Regions from separate parts of the Mus musculus genome. Here region 1 is linked to region 2. Evidence: chromatin contacts called from public promoter capture Hi-C data. All regions are on one chromosome and are shown on one strand. Each heading gives the region's core, a stretch centred on a gene start, on an enhancer-like site or on the middle of the called end of the contact. The rest is flanking DNA. Distances are from core to core; before and after follow the strand shown.

Evidence for each region. Promoter capture Hi-C pulls out the DNA fragments that hold promoters and counts their contacts.
Region 1: a contact with region 2 is called in a promoter capture Hi-C map of liver, with 4 times the contacts expected there. The contact joins the promoter of Supt4a here to the promoter of Tada2a in region 2. A contact is called at or near these places in 1 of 39 promoter capture datasets (liver) and 1 of 484 Hi-C or Micro-C datasets (muscle stem cells).

What each region holds. Positions count from the first base shown.
Region 1 is chr11:87,735,152-87,741,504 of GRCm38.p6, reverse strand. Supt4a (SPT4A, DSIF elongation factor subunit) reads right to left here and starts at 3,954. Exons shown (of 5, transcript NM_009296.2): 1 at 3,837-3,954; 2 at 3,232-3,338. The coding sequence starts at 3,905. Rnf43 (ring finger protein 43) reads right to left here. Exons shown (of 10, transcript NM_172448.4): 10 at 5,966-6,353.
Region 2 is chr11:84,125,981-84,131,866 of GRCm38.p6, reverse strand. It overlaps Tada2a (transcriptional adaptor 2A), which reads left to right and starts at 2,299. Exons shown (of 16, transcript NM_172562.3): 1 at 2,299-2,330; 2 at 4,772-4,879. The coding sequence starts at 4,855. It also overlaps a transcript of Acaca not described here.

The sequences.
Region 1 (6,353 bases), core at 2,705-5,204, 3.6 Mb before region 2:
GAGACAGAGAAATCCTGTCTCAAAAAGCCCAAAAAAACAAACAAACAAAAAAACCCAATAACCAACCTACTAAGTTAATGAATTAAAATTTAAAAAAAAAACCCAACTAAACAACAGAAGAACAAAAAACCTGGAACCTTAAAGTACTCCTTTTAGGGGCTGGTGAGATGGTTCAGCAGGTAAGAGCACTGACTGCTGTTCTGAAGGTCCTGAGTTCAAATCCCAGCAACCACATGGTGGCTCACAACCATCTATTATGAGATCTGGTGCCTCTTCTGGTGTGTCTAAAGTCAGCTACGGTGTACTCACATATAATAATAAATAAATGTTGGAAAATAAAAGTACTCCTTTTAGGTTTCTCAGATGACCAGTTATCACATTCTGATACAGCGATTCTACTAACAGACACCCAAAGCTCTGTAGTTAATCTACATAAGTGTGTTCTTCACGATGGCCAGAGGTAAGAAGCCATGGCATTTTAAAAATCCCTGTTATATATATAATAAAAATAGCAAACTTTAAAAAGAACGAAACCTTTGGAAACTGAAGAGGCAGCTCGGTGGTTAACAACACATACTGTCCTTGAAGAGGACCCCAGTAGCTCCCAGCACCCATACAGGACAGGTCACAGCTGCCTGTAACTCGAACTCCAAGGGGATCTGAGGACACTGGCATTCATGTGCACATAGCCACACACACACATAATTTAAAAACAAAGCATGTCTTTAAGATGTTTAAACAGGTTAAACTGGTAAGGATTCAAAGTGACCCTTGCTTATATCTTACTGTGTAACTCTTAACATCTTTCAACGCAGCTAGCACAGGTGTTCCCTTACAGATGAGAGCGACTCCACTTACATTTTAATTTTTAGATGGGGGCGTCGTCTCATGATGCAGCAGAAGGCTACCCGACACTTGTGTCCCCTGCTCAGCTTGAGAGCTAGGACTGAAGGCTGCATCAACACAACCAGCTTCGTCATTCATTGTCAGCCTTGAACGGCTTGAGGAAACAAAGGGATGGAAATACAGAAATACGCATCTGCACACACAGGAGCTAAAGGCTCCAAATCAGCATCTCTCTCTCTCTCTCTCTTAGATTTAGCTTACTTTCTGTTCATTTTCTTTGTGAATAATTTAGCATTCGAGTACTTACGAACTAGTGTATTGATAAATACATTGTAAGACAGCAATTGACTAGCAACAGTTCATGACAAATACTTGTGAAAGGGTAAACTCATATACTAACAATGGACTAGCCAAAGGGAGCCAAATCAACATCTCTTTGCCCAATATTTTATTCTCCTCTAAAGGACACCAGACCCACTCTCACAGAACAAACACTAGGCGTAAGCCCAGCTTATATGAGGTCTTTAACTGGCCTGCTGACCAGAAGAAACTTAGCAATGCTGCTACCTTGAGCAAAGACCAGACCACTCTTCTCCCATTTTTTGTAGTTAACTCTCTTGGGGTGAGTGGGCGTGTGAGTGTGTGTGTGCGTGTGTGTGTGTGCGTGTGCGTGTATGTGTGTGTGTGTGTTCTCTCCTGCCACCTTGTGGGATCCAGGGATTGAGGTCAGGGTTAGCAGGCCTGCCATCAGCCGCCTTACCCTGCTGAGATAGCTTAGCTGGTCTTGTTTGAGACAGACAGGGTCTCAGGTAGCTCAGGCTGGCCTCAAACTCACTATGTATCTGAGGTTCCCTCTGAATTTCCAATTCTCTGGTGTCTCTCTCTCAGATGATGGGACTATAGGTGCAAGTCACCATATTCACTAAGATACTGTAAGAGGGAGTAGGCTACTGAAACTATACCCCTTCATTTCCAAAACAGATCGTTCATGTAGCCAACACTTTTGGAGGAGCATTAGGAATTAAACCCAGGGCTTTTTGTACATGGTAGTCATGTGTTCTTTGTATGTGGTAGTCACGTGTTCTACTGCTGTATCACACTTCCACCTCTCCAACATTAAAGATCTACACCTCGTACATCCCGTGTCAGGCATTAGGACATAACATAAACATAGTCTCAGCGATAATGGAGCAGACAAGAGTTGTGAAGCATTGTTAAATAGGACTACAGAAGAAGTACACACATTAAAAAAGTTCTCTTAAGCAGGGTGGTGGTGGCGCACACCTTTAATCCCAGCACTTGGGAGGCAGAGGCAGGCGGATTTCTAAGTTTGAGGCCAGCCTGGTCTACAAAGTGAGTTCCAGGCCAGCCAGGGCTACACAGAGAAACCCTGTCTCGAGGTAAAAAAAAAAAAAAAGTCCTCTTAGCCACTACTTAAAACAATAAAGATGAAAATAACTTCAATATTTATTTTTTAATTTTTTTTTTGGTTTGAAATCCACCTGTCTCTGCCTCCCAAGTGCTGGGATTAAAGGCGTACGACACCACTTCCCTGCTTCAATATTTATTTTAATCAAATAACCCTAAAACATTGTTTCAATATTTAACTAATCTTTTAAAAATTCAGATCATTTGACATCCTTTTTCCTCACCCTGAATCTTTGTTTGCTGGTATGTATTTGACACTTAAGCATATTCGAATTTGAACTAGCCACATGTCAAGTACTCAGTAGCTACTGAAAGAAAGATGAAATTTCAAGACCTGTAAGTCATATAAAGTACTCAGAAATTGCTGGTTGTTTGTGAGCCTAGAGGCTGCCTGGGGCTGAGAAAAGAGAAAAACAAACCTGGGTATGCCCCATAGTTAAAACATTCCTGGGAACATCTTGACCATAAGATAAAGGGGAATGTGAGGACATAACAGGGCTATCTGAACTGAGTCAACTACTCACAGAACTCTGACACCCTGCACGTACATGTAATCTTTCTGTTAATGTTTGAATAAGCCAATAGTGTGTCGCTATGCTCAATTCCACACCCCTAAGCCCCTTACCCCATAAAACCCCCAAGCTTTCGAGCCTCGTGGCCGGCATCCGTTATCTCCTGTGTGGGATACATGTCGGTCCGGAGCTCCGTAATTAAACGTCCTCATGTAATTACAGCAAGATGGGTCCTCGTGTTTCTTTGGGTGCTCTCACACTCCTGAGACTAGAGCGGGGGTCCCCGAAAGGGGGTCTTACACTACAAAAGTTTACAGCTACTGGGCTGGACACATAGACTAGCTCTCAGAACTGCTGAGACCAGCTAGTCTTATGACCTCAAAAATCTATCCCATATTAACTTTCTGGGTGCAGAAGTAAACAAAGGCGCGTGAAAGGGGCTTACCCATCAAATGAAGAGCTGGTGCAGTCATAAACCATCTCTCTGTTGCCCTTCATTTGTAGGTATGCATCGCAATTGTCACACCCATCATATTCGAACTGGTCTATAGTCTGGAAAGAAAAAAAAAAAGCAAGTATGAGCATGAACAACGCCTTAATATTTCAACAAAGCCAACCTCTTCGTTTTCTATACAACCCAACACCCTCTCCTCTCCAAACTGTTCCTAAACTCCACCCTCATACCTTTTTGCTCGCGTCCCTAATTCAGCTTACATATTTTCTAGCCTCTTTGGGGTCAGGTACCCTCTCCTGCTACTCTCTCGGCTGCTCTGGCTCCTAGTGTCTTTCCAGTCCACCACAGCAAGTTCACCGAACGTCTGTCGGGGAGACAAACTTGTGCTCAGTTATGCCGAGAACTGCAACGCAGCCCCCAGTAGGCACAGCCACCCGGCTCGCGTTCCGTGGACGGAAACAACGGCTCCCTTAGGCTTTCGGGCTTCCCACTCCCCGAATCTCAGAGCCTTCCTTTCCTGTGTCTGGCCCCATTTCACCCTCTTTCTCCCGTTTCGCCTCCCCGATCGCTCCTACAACCAAGGCCCCAACGGACACCTTGACTAACGAGCACAGCAAACAAGCCCGCAGATGCCGCAGGTCCTTTGGTACCGTCTCCAGGGCCATCCTCACCGATACGACAACACAGGTTCCTCCAGCCGCAGGAAGTAAACAGACCATTACCCAGAATGCCAGACGCGTCGGGCACGCAGCTTCCGCTTCCGGTGCCGGCCATCGCAGGCCCCGCCCCTCCCTCCCCGTGGAGAAGATGGTTCCTCCCGCGGGAGCGCTGGGCGGGGCCGCCCGGTCACCTGGGCCGCGCGCGCGCCCGTCACCTGGTTCGCGAGAGCGAGCGGAAGACGGCGCGCGCGCTGGGAGCTGATGCGCCCGTAGGGGCGGGGCAGCTGGGGGAGGTTGGAGCATGCGCAGGAAGCGTGGAGCGGGGCGACTGGCGGGACTGCGCCTCGCGACGCGGGCCTTTTGATGGAGCCCAAAATGCTCTGGCCTGAGTGCTCTTCAGACTCCCGAGGAAAACCTAGATTGTTTTGTCTGCTTGTTTTATTTTGTTTGCTCATTTATTGAGACAATGCTAATTCCTAAGTTGGCCTCTGAGTACGGGACGGTGATCTTGAACTCCTGATCTTCCTGCCTTCACTTTCGGAGTTCTGGGATTATGGGCGCGCACCACCACGCCCGGGTATTTGACTTTTTGACACAAGCCCCTCGTCTCAGTGTCCGGAATGCTCAGAATACAAGCCCGCCGCTTCGCGCTAGGTTGTTTTAAGGCTCGAGGCAATGAGTCTTGCCTTTCTGGACGCCTGCAGAGACAAAAACCCGACGAGGCCCCACCCCTTCTTGTAACTGGGAGAGCGTGATAGGGTTTCGTTTGCGGTCCCCAGGAATGCTAGCTTGAGCCGTGCCGACGGGGAAAGGGGAGGCGTGTTGGATAGAGGGAAACGCGTATTTAATTCCTCCTAAAAGCCTCTCGATTGCGCGCCTGGCTCATAATTTACGCTTTGTAAAACTCTCGGCACATTTAGACATAATTCCATGGGAACATCTGTGGATTAGGTATCTCACTTCTCATACTCTAACCCCACCCCAGCTGCCAATGTGCTTACTGTGTAGGACACAAAATTCCTCCTTGTCTCCTTAAATGGCACCGAGATAATATCCTGAGCAAACCATACAGAAATACGAGGTCTGGTGCGGTGTGAACAGAGCAAAGGCTCTTGGAATGTAGGCAAAAGCCTGGTCATTTGTGTTTATCTGAATTGGAGCGCTGGGATATAAATAGTTGCAATCCCGCTGTTCTGTCCTTCCAGCCCTTCTCATTGAAACTGAGGGACAGCAAGACTGATTCTAGGCTTTATCCCAAACTGCATCCACATGGGGTTCAGTGACTGGGTTTTAGATACTTTCTAGCACCGGGAAATCTCTTTTCAGTTTGGAATACATTTTCACTGTGCTATCTCATGTAAGCCTTCTATCATCTCTGAAGGAGGATCATTTTATTTATGGTAAAAGGCAGGTATCCTGCTGAGGAGCTGGCTCAGGACCCACCACATATAAGTGGGATTTGATGGTCTGCTACTCTAACCATAGCACTGGGGGCCAGAGATAGGCAGATCCCAGGGACTCCAGGCAAGTTCAAGTGAGAGGCCCTTGTTGTTTGTATGTTTGTTTGTTTGTTTGTTTTGAAAGTCTTTATTCTGTAGCTCGGGCTGTCCTGGCACTTGCTGTATCGATTAGGCTGCCCTCACACTCCTGTGAGTGCATGCACGTGTATGCACACATTCCAAGGTTCAGTATTTGCTTACAATATTGTAAGGTCACAAAGTCAGTCAGTGAAGCACCAGAGTCACCAGCAGCCCAGCACAGATAAATGACTGAATCATGACGAGTACCAGGCACGCTGCTCTCTCTGACCTTTCTGGGGCTTTAAACCTACCCTATCTGACCAGCTTTGATATCACCAATAGCATCCGAAACCAGAGGGAATAATGGTAAATGCCTATGATCCCAGTAATTGGGAGGGGGGAGAGGACCAGTCTGAGGTTATATCTTAGCTGTGCAGTGAACTGGGAGTCAGGCTGGGCCTCAAAAATCCAACAAAAGGAAATAGAGAAGATGGAATTGTTATCCTGAGTGAAAAAATCATAATGAAACAAAACCACAAAGCCAGATCATATTTATGGATAAATATATTAGCAAATAAATACATTTTTTCAACATAGTGCCTGATTCAAGCATCTTTCTGTCTGGTTCAGATATAAATACCCATGTGGGTGCCTGGATGCCAGTCTCCCCATTGACTCTGAGGAGAGAAGGTTCCCAAGGAGGATCCCATGTCCATTTTGCCCCCACCTTCACATTGCAGGCAAGGATACTGCCTGAGGGGCTGACAGTGGTCAGGATGCTGGGACAAAGCCACAGGAGGCACCATCAGCCCTTACCCACGTGGTACAAGCTGCCCGGGCCAACTTTCTGCTCCACTCCCACTTGCACACCTTCAGTTGGGTTGCTGGTTTTGTATGGCTTACACTGGGAAGGTGGGCCTCCGGGCCCTGCAGA
Region 2 (5,886 bases), core at 1,050-3,549:
TAGTGATCTGAACTCAGGTCGACATGTACTCCATTGACTGCGGCATCTCCCAACCCCTTCATTCTATTTTTCTGAGAGAGTTCTCTCTCAAGGAACCTGAAGCTCATTGATTCAGCTAGACTGGCTGACCAACATGCCCCAGGGATCCTCTGGTCTCCGTCCCAGTGCTGGGGCTACAGGCACGCACCACCTTGACTAGGGCACCGAGGTTTAAATTCAAACACTTCACTGACAGAGACATCCCACCACACCCTGACATTTTTAGTTTTTGCGCTAATTTTTAAGTTAACGTAATGGGTTTCATTATTTGTGTGATTTTCACGCTTATGACATCATACTTTGTTGGATCCCTTTGGATACATTTTAATCCATTTAAATTTCATCCCTCTTGGACATTTTATTTTTTATTTTTTTGGTTTTTCCAGACATTGGACATTTTAATTTATCCATTTTTTGAGTCAGGGTCACATGCACCGGACTGAACTGGAATTTTTTGCGTAGGCTGACCTCCTGTGTGCTGGCATTACAGGCATGAGCCACTATTCTTTTCTTAAATACATTGATGTCTACCCTTCATGGAATTCTATCATATCCCAGTGAAATAAAAAAATCCAACCAAAGTTTACCAAGTGATGTGGGACCTGGGTCCAGGCTGTTTTCCATCAAATCTCTTTACTTGGATCTGCTCCAGCCACTCTGACCTTCTTGCTTCTTCTTCTCCATGCCTATCAAAGCCACGCACCAGGGCCACCGTACCTGCTGAGTCTCATCTATGGTTCTCTCTAGAAATCTGGAAGCTTCTGTTTCTCATTCAATAATTGGATTTCCTCTTGTGTGTTATGTCTGCTAGGAAGCCTTTCTTCCCTATCCTGACTAAAAGAAAATCTATCACTGTTATATCTGGATCCTGATTTATTTCCCATAAAACCACATTATGAGGCATTTAAAAATATTTGTTACTTATATATTAATATGCAACATACTTATATTTTATTGCTTATATATAAAATACACAAACCTTATGTGCAAGAGCATATACTTCGCTCACTACCAAATTCTCAGCACCCAGGGAAGTGGCTGTTCGTTGTGCTTTTGTGAAATGAATGGATTTGGAGAGTCAGTAAATGTGAAGTACTCTATAGCATCAACTGTTTATTTAACGTGGTGGGGATGACTTTCACATGTGAATTTTTAATGTTTTTTCTTTACTACTCTTTTTTTTTTTGAGACAGATCTCTTACTCTGTAGCCCAGATTGATCTCAATCTCAAAGCAATTGTCCTGCACTCTCCAAGTGTTGAGATCACAGATGTGAGCCACTAATTGCACCCAGCTGCAGATTTTATTTTTATTTTAACAATAGACTTATATTACCTGTGTACCAAAAAACAAATCAAGATGCCACACGGGCAGATATCGTATAAATGAATTCCAACAGAAATTGGGCAAATCTATGAAACAGATTTTTAAATAGATATACAGCATAATAGTTAAGATCAAGCCATGGGTTGGAATAGAGCTCTTCCCCAACACTTGGTAGCACTGTGATCCTAAGTTATATATTTCAATGCTGGACCATGAGGACAGTAACAGTGCCTCCCTCAGAAAGTTGTTTTAGACGAACCCTTATGTGTAACCCGCTTTGTACAATGCCTGGCATGCAGTATTGAAGGACTCCACAAATGGAAGCTCTTATAAGAATCTATACTATTAGTAATAAGAGATGTTGGGACATACCTAGCCCTCAAGAGTGACATCAGAGTGGACCACCACATCATCACTGCGTTTCCATGTGGGCCTCTGAAGCCCAGGCAGGGGATGGGTCTTTCCAGAGAAGGCAATTTCGACGTCCCAGAAGCATCAGAATAAAAAGGACCCTCTTCACCCCTCAAGTCATTCAGTCCGGGTAATCCATGAGTGGCATGATGCGCCCGGGGCTCGTCATCCTCCAGTCCAGAGCCTGGGCAGCCTCAGTTTCTTTGCTTGCAAAAGAATTGGAATGGGACTGTTAAGAAAAAAATCTAGACTGAAACAGCGGAAGCCGCCTTAGCACATGCCACCGGGCCGCTTGTGGCGACGGAGAAAGTGACAGCAGGTCAGACTTCAGAGCCCACCGACTAGCAGCCAGGTACCACGCTCCCCATCCCGGGGCGGCGCCACCGGGACCCGCCCGCTGCCAGACTGGAGGAGGCGGGACCGCCTCGGCGTGCTCGCGGCACGGGACCGCGCACGTGAGTCGAGGCCGCGCACGCAGGCCGCGGCGCGCACGCAGAGTCTGCACAGCGCGCGCAGCGGCGGGCTCTTCGGCGCCGAGGTGCGGGACGTGGCGAGGTGAGGCGCGGGGCCGAGCGGCGGGAGCGAGGGCACGCGGGGTCACGAGGTGCCGGCTGGCGCGGCGGGGCCACGCGGCGGGGGAGGTTGGCGCGGCCGGGCGAGTCCCGAGCCCCTCCCCCCGGCGGCTGGCGGTGCCGCAGCTCCGTATTCCCGGCTGGGCGGTGGAGCACGGCCCCGGCCCACCTGACCCGCCGAACCCCCACGTGGGTCTCCGCGCCCCAGTGTTTAGCACTGTTTTGCGGTCGAGGCCCGGCTACAGTGACCTGCCCAAGACCGTGCAGCTCTAAGGATGTTAACTGCACAACTGCCAAGCCCGCGGCTCCCCTGTGCTCATGGGATCCTGCCCCTCCATGCCTTCCCTGATCCCTCTTGTAATTAATTTAAATGTAGCCCATCTCTCAAGGATGTTAGTGTCACTGCGTGGTCTTCTAAGGAAGGAGAGGAAGGAGGATTTTGCTTTCTGCAGCATTGTGCTTTGCAATGTGAAGTGTTTGTCAGAACGTACTGTAGAATCTTTGCCACTGTAAAGGTCTTGATAGAGCCCTGCTGTTCACCAGGCTGTAAAAACATTGTGCAAATACCCCAATCTTTAGCGCTTCATTTTCTTGGGGAAAACAGCCTATGTCAGGAGATTGTTAGGATTCCAAGATATAGTCCCCGTACTAAGATTACATTTAGTACCTGACATATGCCTTTGTTAATTTTTTTTTTAATTAATTTTTTTTTTTAGTCAGCCTCATGTATCTTGGGCTAACCTTGAACTTAATGTAGCCAAGAGTTTCCATGAACTGATCGTACTGTCTGTACCTCTGGAGTACTGGGTTTGTTTGCTCAATGGATGCTGGAGTGTGAATATAAAGCATCCTTGCTAAAACACCCTACAACTGAACTACTGAGCCACAACGTTCTTCAAAGATCATTTTTCTTGGAAATAGAGTAAAAACTCACCCCTACCCAAAATAGCCTAAAGTTTGACCCTCAGCCTTCTTATCTAAGCATTGCATATACTTTGTATGTCAGTCCCCAAGCTAAAAATGTCAACGTGAAAAACCTATTTTGGTTGGAGAGATGGCTCAGCGGTTAAGAGCACTGGCTGCGCTTCCAGAGGTTCCGAGTTCAAATCCCAGCAACCACACGGTGGCTCACAGCCATCTGTAATGGGATCTGATGCCTTCTGGTGGGTCTAAGGACAGCTACAATGTACTCATATAAATAAAATAAATAAATCTTTAAAAACAAAAGGGGGGGGGGCTGGAGAGATGGCTCAGAGGTTAAGACCACTGACTGCTCTTCAGAAGGTCCTGAGTTCAATTCCCAGCAACCACGTGGTGGCTCACGACCATCCGTAGCAAGCGCCCTCTTCTGGAGTGTCTGAAGGCAGCTACAGTGTACTTACAGATAATAAATAAATAAATCTTAAGGAAAAAAAAAAAGAAAAATCTATTTCAGGAGAAATGAAGGTGAATTAGCCTTTTGTTTTGTTTGTTTGTTTGTCCCCCACCCCCTGAGACAGGGTTTCTTTTTTTTTTAAGATTTATTTATTTTATTTTATTATATGTGAGTACACTGTAGCTGTCTTCAGATGCACCAGGAGAGGGCGTCAGATCTCATTATGGGTGGTTGTGAGCCACCATGTGGTTGCTGGGATTTGAACTCAGGACCTTCGGAAGAACAGTCAGTGCTCTTAACCACTGAACCATCTCTCCAGCCCGAGACAGGGTTTCTCTGTGTGGTCCTAGCTCTGTAGACCAGGCTGGCCTTGAACTCAGAAATCCACTTGCCTCTGCCTCCCAAGTGCTGGGATTAAAGGCATGTGCCACCACTGCCCGGCTGAATTAGCCTTTTATAAAACTAACATTTATTTGTCCAAATTGGTATTTGCTTTGTTTTGGCTTGGGTTTTCTTTCCTTTTTCCCCTCTAAGACAGGGTCTCTCTATGTTGCCCTGCCTGCCTGTCCTAGAGCTCACTCTGTAGAGTAGGCTGTCTGTGGTTCCTGAGTGCTGGGATCAAAGGTGTGCACCACCATGAGTTTCAAGCAGTCCAAGATAGCCAGGGATGACATTGAAGTCCTCCTGTCTGAAGGAGTAAGTTACTGATCCGCATATGTTGGGTAGGATTCCTTAGTTTCCAGTAATAAAATCCAATTTATTTTTTGAGACAGGATCTCACTATGTAGCTGGCTCCGAACTCTTCATGTAGACCAGGCTGGTCTTGAACCAGAGACCTATTTTCTTTTGCTTCCTGGGTACTAGGATTAAAGGTGAATACCACCATACCAGCAAGTTCCAGGTTCTGTAAGGAGGCTGCACTTCACATTCTGTGAGCGAGGGGGGGGGTCTGAGTGTTGTGGTTGGCAACCACACAGTTGCCGTGTCGGGTTGCCAAAATATACCTTGGACTGGTTTCTGATCTGTGTGCATCTTCTCTTTGTTCTTAGGGGATCGTGGGATTGTTTGGCAACGTCTGAAGTCTTGAAACTCTACATCAAGGGAGATCAAGCAGCCATCAGTCAGCTAGAGGATGGACCGTTTGGGTTCCTTTAGCAGTAAGTACAGTGGGACAAGTCTCAAGTGACAATAAATAGCCACCTAAAGTAGAGGTTGATCAGGGAAGCAGCGCCTTTGATAATGCCTGAAGGAATTAGGAATAGCACATAAAAGTAAAGTCAGGCAAGACCGGTCTGTTGTTTGCCTACTGAATGTGGCACAGCTTCATCACTTTAGAAAAAAGCCAAGCTGAGTGAACCAGTCACCATATGGTTGATCAGGAAATAGACGTGTTTATTTTGAGCCCAGGGTCTCATGTAGACTGGCTGGCCTGGAACTGGCTTTGTAGCTAAGGATGACCTTAAACTACTTATTCATCAAGTGCTGGGATTTCAGGCTTGTACCATCATTGGATTTCAAAGAAATTAGAGATCACAAAATTGGGCAGTGCACACAACAGACACATACACACACGCACAGTCATAAAGTTGATGTTCATTAGTAAGACCCAGAAGTATGTTGTTAGGATTTGGTTCCTGTCGTTGTATCAGAGGCACTCTGCATCTTCCCTCCGTATATTCAGAAAGTTAGAATCTTGGACACATCTAGTTCTATATTTTCATCTGACTAATGTTCCAAGTGTAAACTGAAAGTATTCCCACCTCTTGTCTTTCAAGACAAGGTTTCTCTGTGGAACTGAAGCTGTCCTGGAACTCTCTGTAGATCAGGCTGGCTTCTGCTTGGTAACATGTCTGCCTCAGCCTCCCAAGTCCAGGATTAAAGGCCACTCCCTCCCTGCTATTCCCACCCTTTAAAACAATTGTTAGGGCCTGTCATCATGCCACATTCCTTTAATCCCAGCACTCAGGAGGCATAGGGTAGGCGATCTTTGTGAGTTCAAGACCAGTCTGATCCACATAATGAGTTCCAGTCAAGCCTGGCCTACATACTGAGATCCTGCCTAAGAAATAAACAAGCAAAAAAACCCCACAAATAATAATAATGATTTGTAGTTTCATTTCTCTCTTCCTAAATTCCCCTCCAAATGAGCTGTGCTGTTGTGCAT